Regions from separate parts of the Sus scrofa genome. Here region 1 is linked to region 2. The links are chromatin contacts, called in public HiChIP or PLAC-seq maps. All regions are on one chromosome and are shown on one strand. The core of a region is the stretch at or near the end of the contact, and the rest is flanking DNA. Distances in the headings are between cores, read along the strand shown. Region 1 overlaps KIF1B (kinesin-like protein KIF1B). Region 2 overlaps UBE4B (ubiquitin conjugation factor E4 B).

Region 1 (2,700 bases), core at 89-2,588, 88 kb after region 2:
ATCTTTCTTTTTTTTTAATTTTTTTTTTTTTTAATTTTCCCACTGTACAGCAAGGGGGTCAGGTTATCCTTACATGTATACATTACAATTACATTTTTTCCCCCACCCTTTCTTCTGTTGCAACGTGAGTATCTAGACAAAGTTCTCAATGCTATTCAGCAGGAGGATGTATCTTTCTGATCTTTCTTTGTGTACCTAACAATACACAGCAAATGTGCCAGAAGAAAGTTTGTTAAATGAATTCATACATCCAGGTGCTGAATGAAATAAATAATAGCAGGAAGGAAAAAATAGATAAAAATTAAAGGCAGCTTGGTTTTGAAGCTGGAAGTTAGGAAAATTTATTAGTTTCAGAAGTCTCAACAATCTGGGATAGAAGAGTACATTAAGGAAGTGGAAAAGGATTTCATGTGAATCTAGGAAATTACTCACTGGTGTAGTTTTTCTTTACCAGGTAAAAGAGAACAGAAGGGTAGGATCTAAAAACTAGCTCTTTCTTAAGTCGTCTTGGCGGAATCGGTGTTGGCAGTGAGTAGTTAAAAGAACGAATGAGGTATGGCTTAAAAGTTTGATGACAGCATATTTCCTAGAGGTTAGAAAGTGTTTATTTTAACCCTGTTTTTGAGTGGTGAAGACTACTTTAGGGGTCATATTATACATCTTGTTATTGTCCTTATTGCTGAGCCACTGAAACCTGGAATCTGGCTCACAAAGTATGATATCAGTTTCCTTTTCTTGGTGGAGTTGGTGTGTGTGGTCTTTCATCTTTTAGGAACTATATAATTCTAATAATTCCTAGTTTCAGATGGGTAAGGAGAGTTCTAAACAATGCCTGCGGTACAGTTTCGGGGGTTCATAAACATGTGCCTACACATAGAAGTGCCTTCTTGTGTCTGCCTTGGTGATCACCGCATATAGGGAGTATTTACATGGTGGGTGACTGGGCTCAGAAGCCAGCCTCTCCCAGTTCACATCCTGAATTGCCACTAGCTAGCTCCACAGCCTTGGGTAAGTTTCTTAACCTCTTTGTGATGGTTTCTTTGTAAAATGGGGACAGTGAAACATCTGCCATTGAGTGGTTGGGAGGATTAAATGGGTTAATGCTCGGAAAGTACTTAGAGCTCAGAGTAAGTGCTCCATGAATGCTGACTGTTCTTTAAATCTCCATAGGTAGCGCCTTTTGTTTAGAAGCCTACTTCTTTCTTTGCTTAGGTTACCATTTGTGTGGGGGGAGATGTTCTTTCTGGAACTATGTCTTCTTGTCACATGATTATGTGCAGTGTGCGCCTTATTAATACTCTGTCAGCATTTGAGGTTGGAACATAAGTGTGGCCATACCCTGTGGAATCCAGCCAGAGAGAACTAAGCACCGTAGCAACTGTTGCTATTTGTGTCCTGAGCAGCAGCTGCCCGGGACAGATTTATTTTTTAATCCTGATCTCACTGATAGCCTGGGACGTGGTCTTGGCCTTAGAGAAGTGGATTGGTTGAGATGCATGGTCTTTGAGAAGATTTCATGACCACATGTTTTAAAGATCCTATTCCATGTGAAATATGAAGTGCTAAAGCTTCATGTGGGTGAGGGAGGAAGGGAAGCCAGGCCCCAGCTTTCAGTCAGTCCCTGAAGTATGTGACTGGATTAATCACACCACAGATCACTTCTAATATGGGCGACGAGACTTCGTACTTTTCAGTCAAAAGCAATTTTACTGTTTATGAGCTTCTGCAGATGATTTAGAGGTCTGTGATTCTAGTGTGTACACACATCCATGTATGTACACATGTGTGTATATATATATATATGTAATAACTTATCTATTAGTTATTATCAGCTGTGGACTTCAGAAATAAAAATAAAACTTTCCAATGAAGCATTCTTAAGTAGGTAAAAGGAGTTTGTTTCACATAGTGTTTGGATAAATTGAATAATTTTCTGATTTTTATTTCTGGTGTCTTGAAATATTTCTGGCCTTATGAAGTATCTTGAAATAGTAACATGGCCCATTTCTAAATTTGGTCTGCTAACTTACCTAAGATTCAGTCTCAAAGTATTTCCTGAGCACCTACTATGTACCAGGCTCTGTTGTAAATCCTGACAACATCTAGTGAATGTTGTTGGTCTCATTCTTTTCAAGTTCAATATATAGGTCCTACCTATTAAAAATGTGATTGTTCTGGGGTTTTGGTTGCCCTGTTCAGATTCAGTGGTACAAAATTACTGATTTGGATGTTTTGAGCTTCCAACATAACATCATGTTGAATTAAAGAACATTTAACTGAGTGACTTATGAAATCAAAACATTTTCATCCTTTAGGTATTATTAACCCAAAGAACCCAAAGGAAGCTCCAAAGTCCTTCAGCTTTGACTACTCCTACTGGTCTCACACCTCGGTGAGTGTTCTCACAGAACTGTGTAGTAGAACAGTGTGGGGTTTAAACATTTTGAAAGAGTCTGCGGGTCCACAAGGAAGGCGAAGATCACCAACATCTAGGGAAATGAAGAGTAGGACCCTTCACAGTATACCCTCACCCCAAAGGACCCCAAAATCTTGCTGGCTTCTAGGGATTGTTCCTAGAGTTTGCTTCTGCATCTCTTTGTTATGCTTTTTGTTTTTGTTCTTTTTTTCCCCCTGTTTTGTGTTAGGAGATGTTTTAAACTATTGCAAAGCCTGATTGCCAAGGGAAAGGCCTGTGAAAGG
Region 2 (2,700 bases), core at 100-2,599:
CTCCAGCTGCCGGCCTACACCACAGCCACAGCAACGCCAGGTCTGAGCCACATCTGTGACCTACACCACAGCTCACGGCAATGCCAGATCCTTAATCCACTGAGCAAGGCCAGGGATCAAACCCACAACCTCATGGTTCCTAGTCGGATTCATTTCCCCTGCACCATGACAGGTAGTCCCCATCTGTTACTTTAAAGAGAAGAGTGCTTAAGAAAGAAAGGTAAACCAACAAGGACCCGCTGTATGACATAAGGAACTCTTCAATATTCTGCGATAACCTATATGGGGAAAGAATCTGGAAAAGAATAGATAACATGTATATGTATAACTGAATCACTTTGCTCTACCCCCGAAACTAACACAGCATTGTCCATCCACTAAAATCCAACGAAAGTTGAAAAGAAAAGGCAGATGAAAAATGTAGAACTCTTGAAGAAAGAGTTCTTTCTGAAGACACCTTATCCCATCTACGTAGATCTCTCGCAGCCTGGATTCAGTCTTTGACCAAGCCTAGTTGTCACTTGTTAACTGAGTTACTAGTCAGCAGTGTACGTATTAACCAGTGGCATAGCCATTTGCTAGATAGCTTTCTGCAAAGTAAACTCTTTAATTCTTTGTTTCCACGAACTGCTCTTGTCCTCAGAATTACATTCCGACAAAAGCTCGGCTTGAGTTGAGGACACCCAACAGACCCACAGCTCGATCTGCATGGTGCTGATGAGGAATCCTCATCCTGAACTTTCCATGTGCCTGAAGTCCAGGCCTCCTCCGTGTCCAGAGGACAAGGCCTGTGCTCACTGCCCCTTCTCTTCCCCAGGCCAGGGCTCACTGCCCTCGGATGACCCAGTAGCAGATCCTGAAAGCAGCTTCTCTTTTCTCTAATAATCTGGCAGGTCCAGAGTAACAGGTGGGCCATTGCATCTCAGCTCACCAGCAGTTCCCTTAGAGACTAGGATATGCAGGACAGTCCTCGAGATTGGAAGATTCTGTTTCTATAAATTATGTTAATATCCTGCTTTATCAGTATTACAGCTTCCAATTTTTCCTCAGTGTGTCTTTCTTTACAATAAGGGATAATAACCGTATCGGTAGTTCTCTTATCTCTGGTCTCTGGGTGTTTGTGCTTCCCTTTTATCTTGGCGAGTTAAAGCAGGTTTTCTTTTCTGTTCTGGAAGAATGTTTTCTCTACTTAAAATCATGGAGGGAGCAAGCCAAGGGCGTGCTGGTAAACCCACTCTAGAGAAAAAAAAAAAATCAGCATTTGCTGGTTTTCCAGGGTATAAATACTTCCCACTGTTGCCAGATTTAAGCTGCCAAGGGAGTCTGCTCACAAAATTCTAGAATGTGAGCAGTTGGCTCTCCTGAGCCGTGCAGGGTGGCTCCAGCACAGTGTAAGCTGGACCGTGCCTACAGTGAATAGAATAACCCCGAATCTAAGGAGAGACGCGAGGGTCGCAGTGCTTGATGGCGCCAAGGCAGGCGGTCCTGAAGGGCCAGGCGGGAGGCGCTTGGGGTGGCAGCCCTTCGGCTCTGGGATCTGCCGCCGCATTGGCCTCGGGGAAATGTGTGACCACGTACCGTGTAATTGCCTTTTTAGTTCTGGGAAGCAGTTCGTCCGCTATATAAACATGCTGATAAATGACACGACGTTTTTGCTGGATGAAAGTCTGGAGTCTCTGAAGCGGATCCACGAAGTGCAAGAGGAGATGAAGAACAAAGAACAATGGGACCAGCTGCCCCGGGTGAGGACATGGCCCGGGGCGGGGACGGCTTCGTGGGGCTGCACCTGTGGGTCTGTAGCTCCGACGGACCTGTCAGTGCCCGAGACCCCCCACCTGTGGGCTTCCCTGAAGTTAGAGGGCAGGTTTGGGGCAGGAGGAGCCTTACACACTTGACTTGAAGCTGAGAGGCGGGTTGAGACGTCTTTGAGAATCTGTCCTGAAAACGTGCCCTGCCTTTTTAATTTTAAAGGGCTGTTTTAGTGAAGAGCTTTTTTTGTTTGAGTATGTTGGTTAAGATTTAGGAAGGTAGCTAAGAGATACGTATCTACAATTCTGTCTGCTAGACAAGAATTTGATTTGTTCTGTGATCTTCTTTAGACAACTGTGTGAATAACTCAGGAGGACGCTGATGGCGTTTTTTTTTTTCCTTTCAGTCGAACATGGCTTTCATATTCAGTTATTAATAGAAAGGAGGCCTGCTGTGCCAGGTTCCATGAGAAATTCAGTCTGGGCCAGGGACAGCGTACCGCCCTCTCCTGAGCTTATTGCAGCCGCGTAGATGGTTCCGCGGTTGGTTTCTAGGCCTCTGAGAGCCCCTGGCCAGTTCTGCTCCTGGTTTTGTTAGAATCAGAGCTGCTTTTGTGTGCACCCCTGACACGGCTTCGCTGCTGCGCCTCCAGCACCCTCTCCTCCCGCAGCTTTCCGTTTGCCCTGAGGCTCCACACCGCCCCAGGGTCGCTATCAGGCATCCTTCCAAGCTTACCCCTTGTCTCAGGCTGTCGGCTCCAGTCTGGACCAGTCCCCAGGCTCTGCAGAATGTGCTGGAAAAATAGATAAGCTCTGGTTGAAAGAGCCCCAGCTATGGGGTCCAGCGGCCCCGACTTTGAGAACTGGCACTGCCACACATGCAAAGTTCCTTCATCGCTGTTTGCTCACCCACAACTCAGAGATAACCCCTGCCTTGGGGGAAAGCCATGAG

The links. HiChIP or PLAC-seq counts read pairs in DNA pulled down with a chosen protein or histone mark.
Region 1: an H3K27ac HiChIP or PLAC-seq map of skeletal muscle shows a contact between it and region 2. The contact joins two enhancer-like sites. A contact is called at or near these places in 3 of 47 Hi-C or Micro-C datasets (heart right ventricle and skeletal muscle) and 1 of 2 datasets of contacts at active chromatin or transcription factors (skeletal muscle).

Annotation. Positions count from the first base shown.
Region 1 is chr6:70,533,278-70,535,977 of Sscrofa11.1, forward strand. KIF1B (kinesin-like protein KIF1B) reads left to right here. Exons shown (of 46, transcript XM_021095324.1): 3 at 2,316-2,392. Among named protein-coding and RNA genes, the nearest start is that of KIF1B, 39 kb to the left of the region's middle. Within about 2 kb of position 1,339, at least 31 of the 83 cell types and tissues checked have an H3K27ac peak or open chromatin away from gene starts, as enhancers often do. A contact at or near this core is called in skeletal muscle, where this site is marked.
Region 2 is chr6:70,445,017-70,447,716 of Sscrofa11.1, forward strand. UBE4B (ubiquitin conjugation factor E4 B) reads left to right here. Exons shown (of 27, transcript XM_021095312.1): 22 at 1,598-1,742. Among named protein-coding and RNA genes, the nearest start is that of KIF1B, 49 kb to the right of the region's middle. Within about 2 kb of position 1,350, at least 19 of the 83 cell types and tissues checked have an H3K27ac peak or open chromatin away from gene starts, as enhancers often do. A contact at or near this core is called in skeletal muscle, where this site is marked.